3 separate regions of the Sus scrofa genome follow, and regions 1 and 2 are each linked to region 3. The links are chromatin contacts, called in public promoter capture Hi-C maps. All regions are on one chromosome and are shown on one strand. Each heading gives the region's core, a stretch centred on a gene start, on an enhancer-like site or on the middle of the called end of the contact. The rest is flanking DNA. Distances are from core to core; before and after follow the strand shown.

Region 1 (3,243 bases), core at 650-3,149, 34 kb before region 3:
TACGGCTGGACAATCCCTGCAAAACATGTGTGCCATCCTTGGCCTTGCAGCGGAGCCGCCACATCGTGTCGCTCTGGCCGCCCATAGGCCAGACACCCGTGGACCCAGCTTTGGTCCCCGCAGCACGTTGGGAGACGCCGCCGGGGAAACCAGCCTCCCGCGGGACTCCAAAATGGCCACCCTTTGCCGGACCAAACATCGCGAGAAGTCGCTGGCTATAGTTCTCGCGACACTCCGCAGCTTCAGTCTTAGCCTATTCTTAAAGTGACAACTAGTTCCCACCCACCCCTACTTTAGGTGGCAAAGGGTGATGATTTAGCCGTATTCCTAAAGTGCGGCTAGTCTTGCTGCCTGTAGAACGAGTGAGGCACCTTCTGCGTTGGCAGAATATATGCTCAAGGGAAGAGGGCGGAGAACGGAGTTCCTGAATCTAATACATTGGAATGTAACCTTGCACTTAGGTCGGAAATTATTAAATTGGGGCTTCCAAACCACGCCGGATCATAGTTCGGAAGGCAAACGAATGCCAAGAATGGTCAGTGAGTCAAAAAGACCTGTCAAAGACAAACATATACTCGTGATTAGACGCATGGCTGCAGCAAACACTGACTCATTGAGGTTAAGGGACCCGGGGGACTGGCCTTTCCACCTTCATGAGCCTGCAACTTAAAAACGTCCATTTGCCACATCAGAAAGCGCAGTATGAGGTCAGCATCTGGGCCGAGGGCTATTCGGGAGGTGCTGGCAGTGTAAGAAGGAGGAATGAAGAGGGCTACCGTGTGTCATCCAGATTCCAGTTCGCCCTAGTTATACAAATACCAAGACGACTCCATTCCTGACTTCATTATGGCGAAGTACTCACGTAATCAGGAGAGCCGGTGAGGTGTAAAGGACACGCAACCCCTGTATTTCACAGCAACGTGATAATGCTAGGTTGTGTGACTTTTTCCAACCCCGTATCCCTAAACACAGGACTGTGCCTTCCAAGTAAGTGCTCTGTAAACACTTGCTGAATAGTTAGAACCAAGTTGTATAAGCACAGAGAAGGCAACTGTAACATACTGGGAGTTGTAAAAAGTTTCAACGAGTAGGTAATGATTTGAGCTGTTCAGAAGGATGAATTTAACCCCCAGGTGACAGAGGAATAAAAATACCTCTGAATTTCTCTCTCTTCCAAGAAATCCATACTCATTGTTCTTTTTCCATCCTGAATCCGAAGCAGCAAGGCCTACCCCGCGTAGAGACAGTTTATCAACAGAATCAAGCATCAAGGGGGCCTGGGGGCAACTGTGAAAAGTTCACTCGGAATGTGCAAACTCACCTCCACTGTAAAAGCCTCTAGATCTGAATAAGTTATATGGAGACTTTGCATCTTTTCAGATCTTTCATGACCCAATTTTCTCCTTGAGCAGTTTTTCTCTTTGGTTCTTCAAGATGACCATAACAGATGGTACAGTGTGAGTGGTAAGAGGGAGAATAAATAAGATGGTAAATCCACTGAAGTATGTGCATGGATCCAGGGAAGCTCCTGGTTCAGCGGTGAGAGTTGTTGATTTCCTTAGTTTACAGTGTCCGCGACCTGAGGCAAGAATATGCAAACACCTTAAGATGTATTGTGGTAGTTTACTCTAGCAAACACCTTCCAAGCTTACGTCCCAATTTACAGATCTAACAGATCCCGCTGGGATTCAGGAAAAAGCGTTAATCTCCGCAATGATTTTTCCGGTCACCCTCTCAAGACTTCTACTAGTTCATTCTCGCGAGAGGACGAAAAAACCCACAAAACTTACTTTTTATTAATCCCGCCCCCAGCCCTGTTAGTTGCCAAGCAACGATGCAACCAACCTCCACGGTGCTGGGAAACTTGCGAGCTTGTGATTTTTCCCCTTCACAGTTCTATCCTCCTTCTGGAGCTAGCGTCAGTGATTCTAATTTGAGCCCCGCCCCCTGAAGCCTGCTTGCTCTCTATTGGTGGACGATTCTCTCCAGGTGAGGACCAACGCGGGAGTGGGCGGAGCCAGGCGGGGGCACGTGATTTGCCGGCGACTGGTGTGCCGGACACCGGCCACAGTCTGTGGGTTCCCGTCTGCCGCGTTACCCGGTAGGTGCTGGGGCCACAGACGGGAGGAGTCTTAGGAGGGATCTTGGGGTGGCCGACAGCTGTACAGCGTCTTGAAGGGTCTAGGCGGACGAGAGGAGGGAGGGGCCGCATGCACCCTGAGATGTGGGAAGATGAAGCCTCGTCGTTTCGGGGAAGTACGGGCCCCCGGGCGTCGCCTGGAGTGCGGATGTTTAGGAACTCAAAGCTGCAGTTTATGTGAGTTACAGGATTTGTGTGGTTAGTGGAAGTACAGTGCAAGGTCCCTGAAGCAGTAGGACCTTCCTTCCTCACGAGTCCTTGTCCGGGTTTGTAGGGAGAACGCGTGGGGCTCTCCCACACTAGTTCGAATCAGGACTTACCCGTTATTCTGTAGGCGACCTTGGGGAAGTTATTTACCACCTCTTTGCTCCCCAGTGTTTCTTCCATGGACTGTTTCCCAGGGGATCGTTGGGGAGAGGGTGTGGACAAGGGCTTGAGAGTAGGAACACCAGAGGAGAAATGGTGACGGGTGAGGGCTGTCTCTGGGTCCAGTTACAGTTTTTCCTTCAGGGGATATGTTTGAGATTTTTCCCACTTCTCATTTTTTTCAGGACTGAATCCTCCCATTGGACTGCAGTTACTTTATGATAATGGACTTGATCTATTTGCAACTCACCCCACCCCCAACTGCTGCCACTACTCTCCCCAGATTCTTAAACTGGAATCTGAAGTCAGGAAGGAACTTGGATGAACCACTTAGTTTGATTAATCTCAGTTTTTCAATCTGTAAAATGAGGAGAAGTAATAATGGTAGCAAAATCTGTTTCATTACAGGATTGTTGGGAGGATTGAAGGAGATAATTTATTTGAGTGTAAACTCCAAAGTCAGCAATATAAATGCAAGCTTCTGCTGCACCTCTTCAGAGATGAGGAAACACAGGGCTAGGGGCATTCATGACTTATTAGGGCGTATAGCTCTTAACTGGGAAAAAGGCTGGACTTGACTCTTGGGCCAGGGTTCTTGCACTTATACCTCTCTGATCCTCTTCACTGAGTGTTTGGAAGGTTGTCTCCTTCCTTCTCTTCCTTATATCCCTTTTATCCCTTCCAGGGGTCCCCTGAAGAGCTGCCATGTCTGGGAATCCTGCATCTTCCTCAGAACA
Region 2 (3,107 bases), core at 306-2,805, 55 kb before region 3:
GACTGCACAAAAGGTGCCTTGAGCTGGAGCACATCGTAAGGAAAATGCCAAGAAGATTAAAAGTTGCACTGGGTGTGTATCCCTCTCCACAGGCACATGGGCAAGTTTCTGTGTGTTTTTAGGCAGCGATATAATCGCCTCCTTCAAGTGGGTTTGAGGGAGAGGGTTAGCAGAAATATCCCCTACGCAGAAGAGGTTTGCCAGACCCTGCAAGTTATCTTTATTGCTGACAAGGTCATCATCTATGGCTGCTTGGTGAGCTTGGTGGGCTGGTTCTGCAGCGCAGGCTGAGCGAATGCCCAAAGTTCCAGTTGGCAGGACCGGAAACTCGGTATATTCGCTGGGAGTTGTGTGCCAAGCCCTGGGATCCTGGCACTGGGTCGTCCCACTTCCCCTTTTCTGAAGCAGGAGGAAAAGGGGTGAAGTTAGGGACCACAGAGTTAACCCCTACGAGCTGGATGACCAAGAGCTGACTTGCCACTCTGACTTGACTTCCACACCCAGCTGTCCCTGTGCAGGGAAACCGGTCACACAGCCTGCCAGGGGACCCCTGAAGGAACACAAAGCAAAACCACCACACAGGTCTGGTTCTCCTCTCTGGCCTCTGCCACACTGCTTTGGCCTCAGCCCCACTCAGAATTCCTACTAGACTCAACATGCTATCGTGAAATATTAATGTGGGCGAGGCCATGGCACAGTTGAGTAGCTTTCCGTCTGCTAGTCCCTGTGTCTATTAACCGGCAACGTCGTTAAATTCATTAAAATGAACTCAAATAGGCTTGACTTTGCAACTAGACTATCCGGGGGTGTTGCAAAGATGAGCTGGTAGCCTGAGTTGGAGTTTTCCCAACGTAAGCAGACCTCACACCCCCCTTCCAAACACCCTAGCTCAGCTCACACCTTTCACACCCATCCACAGAGAGCTCCATTATCACACGACCATTACTGAACACACACACACACACACACACACACACACTGAACCCTTTGCTTAAATAAAGATAGACATTGAGTTGATAAAGCCACAGGAAATTTTCCTGTTAGAAATGCAATGGAAAACCAAAGTGCTAGGTGAGCCTTCATTTTGACGCCCTCTACAACTGTTCTCTTCCAAAATCACAACTCAATTTCAGCTCTTCAGAGATGCAAAGGTCTAAAACAAACCTGTTTTCCTTTCTTTATCTACACAATATGCATATCTAACCTAAACAGGTAGATGGAAAAAAAAAATGCGTCTCAGTCCTGTTCTCCACAGAAACACTGCAATCTCAGGAAGCTACCTACCTACTCTGATCCCACATTAGAGAGTTGAGGAACAGACAGGAAAGCCCTCTAGCTACGGGTATAAGGGGCTCCCCACCATTCCGTAGCTCCGACTTCCCATGAAGCCCCCCGCCCCCTCGCTGCAGAATAAGCAATAGTTGAGTTAGTAATTAACTCACCTTCACTGGGTGGGGACTGAGGGAGGAAAGGAATACCCTTCTATTTCAAAGGGCAGAGACGGAGACAGAGACTGCTCCCCCTGCCTCCTACTGTTTTCTTCTGACCTCTTCCTGACTTACCTAGACAGGTAAAAGCTTCAACGGAGCTGCCTCACCCCACCCAGCCACCGACTCTCAGCCAATCCCAGATTTCCCTCCCTCCTTCCCATTCCAGCTGTTCCTCCGGGGAGGGCGTGGGCGGGGACAGGGCGGGGCGGCGCTCTTCTCCTTTGGCCAATCCTCTCTTGCCTTCCCCCTCCCTCGTTGAGAGCCAATAAAGGCCCTTGAAAATAAAAGAGGAGGGCCTAGTTTGGGCTAAAACTGGAAGAAGGGAGAGTCAGCAGGGAGAGAGTAGGCAAAACATATTATTATTCATACTATTTTAAATCCTGATAGAAAGTCAGTCCACTGGGCAGTACGCTTTTCTAGTGTGTCTGCTTGAAACTTGGTTTTCTAGCTAGAACTGCCTTCTTCTCGAAGAGAAGTATTCCTCGGAAAGCCTTGTGCCAGTTTTGCTACTAGCTTTTCTAGATGTTCAGAATCACTGTTACCTTTAAGCGTTTTCCTAGAAGCTCATAACCCTAGCAGCTCCACCCAGGACCAAGGAAGAAGGCGTCTAAGGCGGGAGAGGCTGGAGCTGAGACACTGTTGCCCCACAGTTTACCAATGACCTTGGCTTCATCTATTTCTGCGGGAAATAAAACCTTTTTTCCTCCCCCAAGGGGTCCCTGTTCTGATGAAAAAGTGACTGGACAGCCTTGAAAGAGGGAACATGCACACCCTCATTTGGGTTCTGGTCTTTTGTAGCTGTGCTTGGAAAGTAGCAATGGATATTGAGCAATAAAAACAAAAAGAATCCACCAACCAGTTTAGCAGCTCCTATCTTCTTCTATGGGCACATTATTGGCACTTGTAGTTAAAAACAACTGGAGGGACTAGACAGAAGAGAATAGGTGGAAGAATCCAACGCTTTCAGGAGGAAATCTTCCTCATCTTTCTCCAGGTACAGAAGCCACTTTAACCAGATATTTTGCTTGGAAGCTGGTTTTTCCTTGGATATAAGTTATCCTTGATACCACAGGGGCAGGAAGAAAAATTAAAATCAATGCAGAGGAGTTCCTGTCGTGGCACAGCAGAAATGAATCTGATTAGGAACCATGAGATTTCGGGTTTGAATCCTGGCCTTGCTCAGGGGATTAAGGATCCAGTGTTGCTGTGGGCTGTGGTGTAGGTCGCAGAGGTGGCTTGGATCTGGTGTTGTTGTGTCTGTGATGTAGGCGGCAGCTGTAGCTCTGATTCTACCCCTAGCCTGGGAACCTCCATATGCTGCAGGTGCCCTAAAAGAAGACAGAAAAAAAATAAGTAAATAAAATCAATGCACATAGTCATTGCCAATATTCATTAAACTCTTTCTCTGCACTCAGTATTGTGCTAAGCATTTCCATGCATTTTTTCATTTAATCTTTATTTGAACTTCAAAAGGTAGGCACTATTAATATACAAATTTTACAAGGAGGTTAAATAACTTTCTCAAGATCATGCAGCTAGGATGTAGCAGGCAGGGACTTCAACGCAGGCAGTACGACATCAAGCTTGCCATGTATCAGTAGGATGCCAGTCAGCCTC
Region 3 (3,392 bases), core at 115-2,614:
GGTTGTCAGTCTATTTAAAGGTGTTTTCACTATAGTTATCAAGGATATAGGAAAGCCATAAAGGCAGTATATAATAAATGGTAGTATGGATTGGAGGGGCTGTGGTAGAGTTCCCTGGTGACTGTTCTTTTCATGTACCCTGCCTTGCTTTTGTTCATTTAGCAGGCAATCCTGCTTTGCATTATGGGAGGCAGAGGAAGGGAATGCAAACACAGATGAACCACAATCCCTGTTCTAAAGTTGTCAACAGTTATTAAAGAGAGAACCACAGGTCTCAAATGACATCATACCAAACCTAGGTTTAATACTTGACCTCATTGCAATTTCTACCTTCCCCAGGAATATAACCTTTAAAATTTTTTTCATTAAAAAATTTTTTATTAGAGTATGGTTGATTTAAATTTATAGTTGATAAATTGACAGTATTGTGTCAATTTCTGCTGTACAGCATAGTGACCCAGTCATACATATTTTAATTGGGGCCAGTCTGGAATTTTCTGGTTAGCATTAATGGGCCTAATTAGGCTCTCATCCTTTCCCCCCAGAGAAGGTGACCTACCCTGAAGCAATTCTTCCTTTTCTTTTGCTAATGACCTCCTTGCCTCATTCTACTATAAAAACTCTCCATTTTATACACCTCTTTATAAGGGAGCATCCTTCTATTTACTAAATGGATACTGCCCCATTCATGAATTGCTGAATAAGGCCAATTAGGTCTTCAAATTTACTCAGTTGCTTTTTTTTTTTTTTTTTAAACAGTCTACTGTGGGAGAAAGATGAGAACAAATCGTTACAAAGGAAGCATAATGGGTGGGGATGAGAATAATATTTGAGAACTGACTGTGTCCTTATGTTTTACATATACTGTGCTGTTTTATGTTTATTATTTTATTTAAATCTAAAATTTTGTAAGACTTTTACCCCAGCTTTAGAATTGGAACACAGACAACCAGCTCATGGCTGGAATCATCATGAACAAGAAGCTATGGGAACCCCAAAAGGATTTTATATGCTTTCATTCCAGAGACCAGAGCATTCCCCTCATCTCTCCCTTAGTTCATTTGATTGACTCTGGACTCAGGTCAGGTCCTGCCTGGAAGCCCCATGGAATGGGAAGCCTTGGAAGAGACCTGGCAAATGAGTTGCTTGGAATCCACCAGGACCAGTTCCTTTCTGGGAAGCAATATAGTCTGGAAGGTCAGAGACAGGCAAGGTTGGTTGACTTCCTTGAACTTTCAGCTTTCAGTGCCTCTTACAGTCTTGGGACACCTGGTGTTTGAGAAAGGGGGAGGAGGTAGCACTCCCTTGGGTTTCTTTTAGGAAAGTACTCCCCTCTTCACCCTCTCACATACCCCCCTCCACCCACAATGCTGGAGAGAGTTGCAGAAGGTGGAGTGCAAACACTGGCAAATATTGACAGAAGTGAAGGTCATGGCAAGACCATCTGGCCCAAGTCTATTGAGGAAGGATCAGCCTACAGTTCAAAGGCACTGGTTAACTGGATTTGCATAAATAACATGTGAGCAGTTTCTGAAACTGAATTTTAAAACTGGCAGCTCTTTTTTTTTTTTTTTTAATTTTAATCATCCCTTTGTGTTTTTTGCAAAATCTCTCCTTGTACGAATTTCCTTACAGCTATTATTTTACTTTTTGTTTTTTAGGGCTGCACCTGCAGCATATGGAGGTTCCCAGGCTAGGGGCTGAATTGGAGTTACAGCCGCCGGCCTACACCACAGCCACGACAACATCAGATCCAAGCCACGTCTGCGATCTATACCACAGCTCAAGGCAACGCCTGATCCTTAACGCGCTGATGGAGACCAGGGATCAAACCTGCATCCTCATGGATACTAGTCCTATACATTTCTGCTGAGAGTCACGATGGGAACTCCCCTTACAGCTATTCTTATTTCCTGATGTAGATTATTTTTTTTTTTCCTTCCAGGGAAGGGAAGTCAATACAACCTCTTTTCTAGGAAGGAGGTTGTTGGTCTGATCTTGAGTGGTGTGAGAAGACCGTTTTGATCCAAACCAGGTGCCTAGGCTGGGTCATTTCCAACCCGGGTCAAACAATTGATCACAGGATGTTTTTCTGGTTTATGTGCTATCTTGTGGTTGTGTGGCTGATTTCTGCCTCAGATGGTATGTATGCTCTTCTTAAGCTCAATTCATAAGGCACTTGATATCAGTTTGTGGATTATGAGGGTAAGGTTTTAATGAAATTTAGACTGATGACATTTAAATTTCTGAAATTATTTCTTTTACTGAAAAAAATCTCAAATTAATTAGCCTATGCTCTGTATTCAGTAGAGGTGTAGCAAATATTAAATGACTTTGCTCTGTGAGGTAAATTGTTAACTGTTTACTTTCGTTTTCTCTTCTGGGAGTCATAAAGTTACCAATTTTTAAATCTTGAAAAGTTTTATTTATGATAAACTCTAGGGCTACTATTTGAAAAGGGGGATTGCTTTTTTTTTTTTTTTTTTTTTTTTTTTAGGTGTGGATAACTTATCGCTGAATTTGAGTAGGATTCCTGTTATGCTTTTTTGGAAAGAAAACTGTGGGAAATCCTTAGGAAGGGAGGGAGGGGGTGTTACATGGAAGAGTAACATGGAGTCGGAATTAATAATCCAGCAAAAAGGCACTTGAATGGGGGGAATCTAAAAGCATCTGATACATGATACACACTTCCTCATAGTGCATGATACATCAAGTAAATCTGTTTTCTTTTTCCTTGTAGCCCAGAGCTGCCCAGAACTCCCTGCAGTAGACAATAGCATCTTTGTTGCAAAGGAGGGGGAAGGACAAATTCTTGGGACTTATTTCTGTATTAATGGCTACCACCTGGTAGGAGAGAAAACCCTTTTTTGTAATTCCTCGCAGGAGTGGAATGCCCCCGCCCCTGAGTGCCGTTGTAAGTTTGATTTTTCTGCTTCTTTGTCTGTCTTGTCACCCCACTGTATACTTTCACATCGTGTCTCCTGTAGGCCATGTTAAGACTTTATAAGAAAAAAAATCTCAATTCTAGGAACTCAATTTTTAAAGCACTCTAGTGGTAGAACTTCCCTTGGAAAGTATATAATCAGCTCTTGGTCAGTATTAATTTAGTTGAATTAATAGACTCAATCATCCCTATAAGAAGGATTTCTTCTACATATTAAAACCATTTTTGGGGGGGCTGTAATTTGTTTAATATCATACTGCTTTAAAATTTTATGTTATGAAAAATTTTACATATATACAAAAGACAGAAGAGTAAAATGAACGCATGAACTTATCACCCAGCTTCAACAATCACCAACATCCAATATGTGACTTTTTTTAATCTGTGATTTTTTTTTTTTTTTTGCTTTTTAGGGCCACACTCATGGCATATGGAAGTTTTCAGGCTA

The links. Promoter capture Hi-C pulls out the DNA fragments that hold promoters and counts their contacts.
Region 1: a promoter capture Hi-C map of liver shows a contact between it and region 3, with 2.7 times the contacts expected there. The contact joins the promoter of PFKFB2 here to the promoter of C4BPB in region 3. A contact is called at or near these places in 1 of 5 promoter capture datasets (liver), 15 of 47 Hi-C or Micro-C datasets (adipose tissue, blood, brain and 8 more) and 1 of 2 datasets of contacts at active chromatin or transcription factors (skeletal muscle).
Region 2: a promoter capture Hi-C map of liver shows a contact between it and region 3, with 3 times the contacts expected there. The contact joins the promoter of C9H1orf116 here to the promoter of C4BPB in region 3. A contact is called at or near these places in 1 of 5 promoter capture datasets (liver), 14 of 47 Hi-C or Micro-C datasets (adipose tissue, blood, brain and 8 more) and 1 of 2 datasets of contacts at active chromatin or transcription factors (skeletal muscle).

Annotation. Positions count from the first base shown.
Region 1 is chr9:67,679,929-67,683,171 of Sscrofa11.1, forward strand. It overlaps PFKFB2 (6-phosphofructo-2-kinase/fructose-2,6-bisphosphatase 2), which reads left to right and starts at 1,900. Exons shown (of 16, transcript XR_002335794.1): 1 at 1,900-2,101; 2 at 3,192-3,243. YOD1 (ubiquitin thioesterase OTU1) reads right to left here and starts at 1,961. Exons shown (of 4, transcript XM_005667547.3): 1 at 1,846-1,961; 2 at 1,322-1,579; 3 at 1-16. The coding sequence starts at 1,372.
Region 2 is chr9:67,659,829-67,662,935 of Sscrofa11.1, forward strand. C9H1orf116 (specifically androgen-regulated gene protein) reads right to left here and starts at 1,556. Exons shown (of 6, transcript XM_021063321.1): 1 at 1,443-1,556.
Region 3 is chr9:67,714,841-67,718,232 of Sscrofa11.1, forward strand. It overlaps C4BPB (C4b-binding protein beta chain), which reads left to right and starts at 1,365. Exons shown (of 7, transcript XM_003130455.6): 1 at 1,365-1,519; 2 at 1,946-2,142; 3 at 2,741-2,914. The coding sequence starts at 2,085. PFKFB2 (6-phosphofructo-2-kinase/fructose-2,6-bisphosphatase 2) reads left to right here. Exons shown (of 16, transcript XR_002335794.1): 15 at 1,025-1,213; 16 at 1,946-2,081.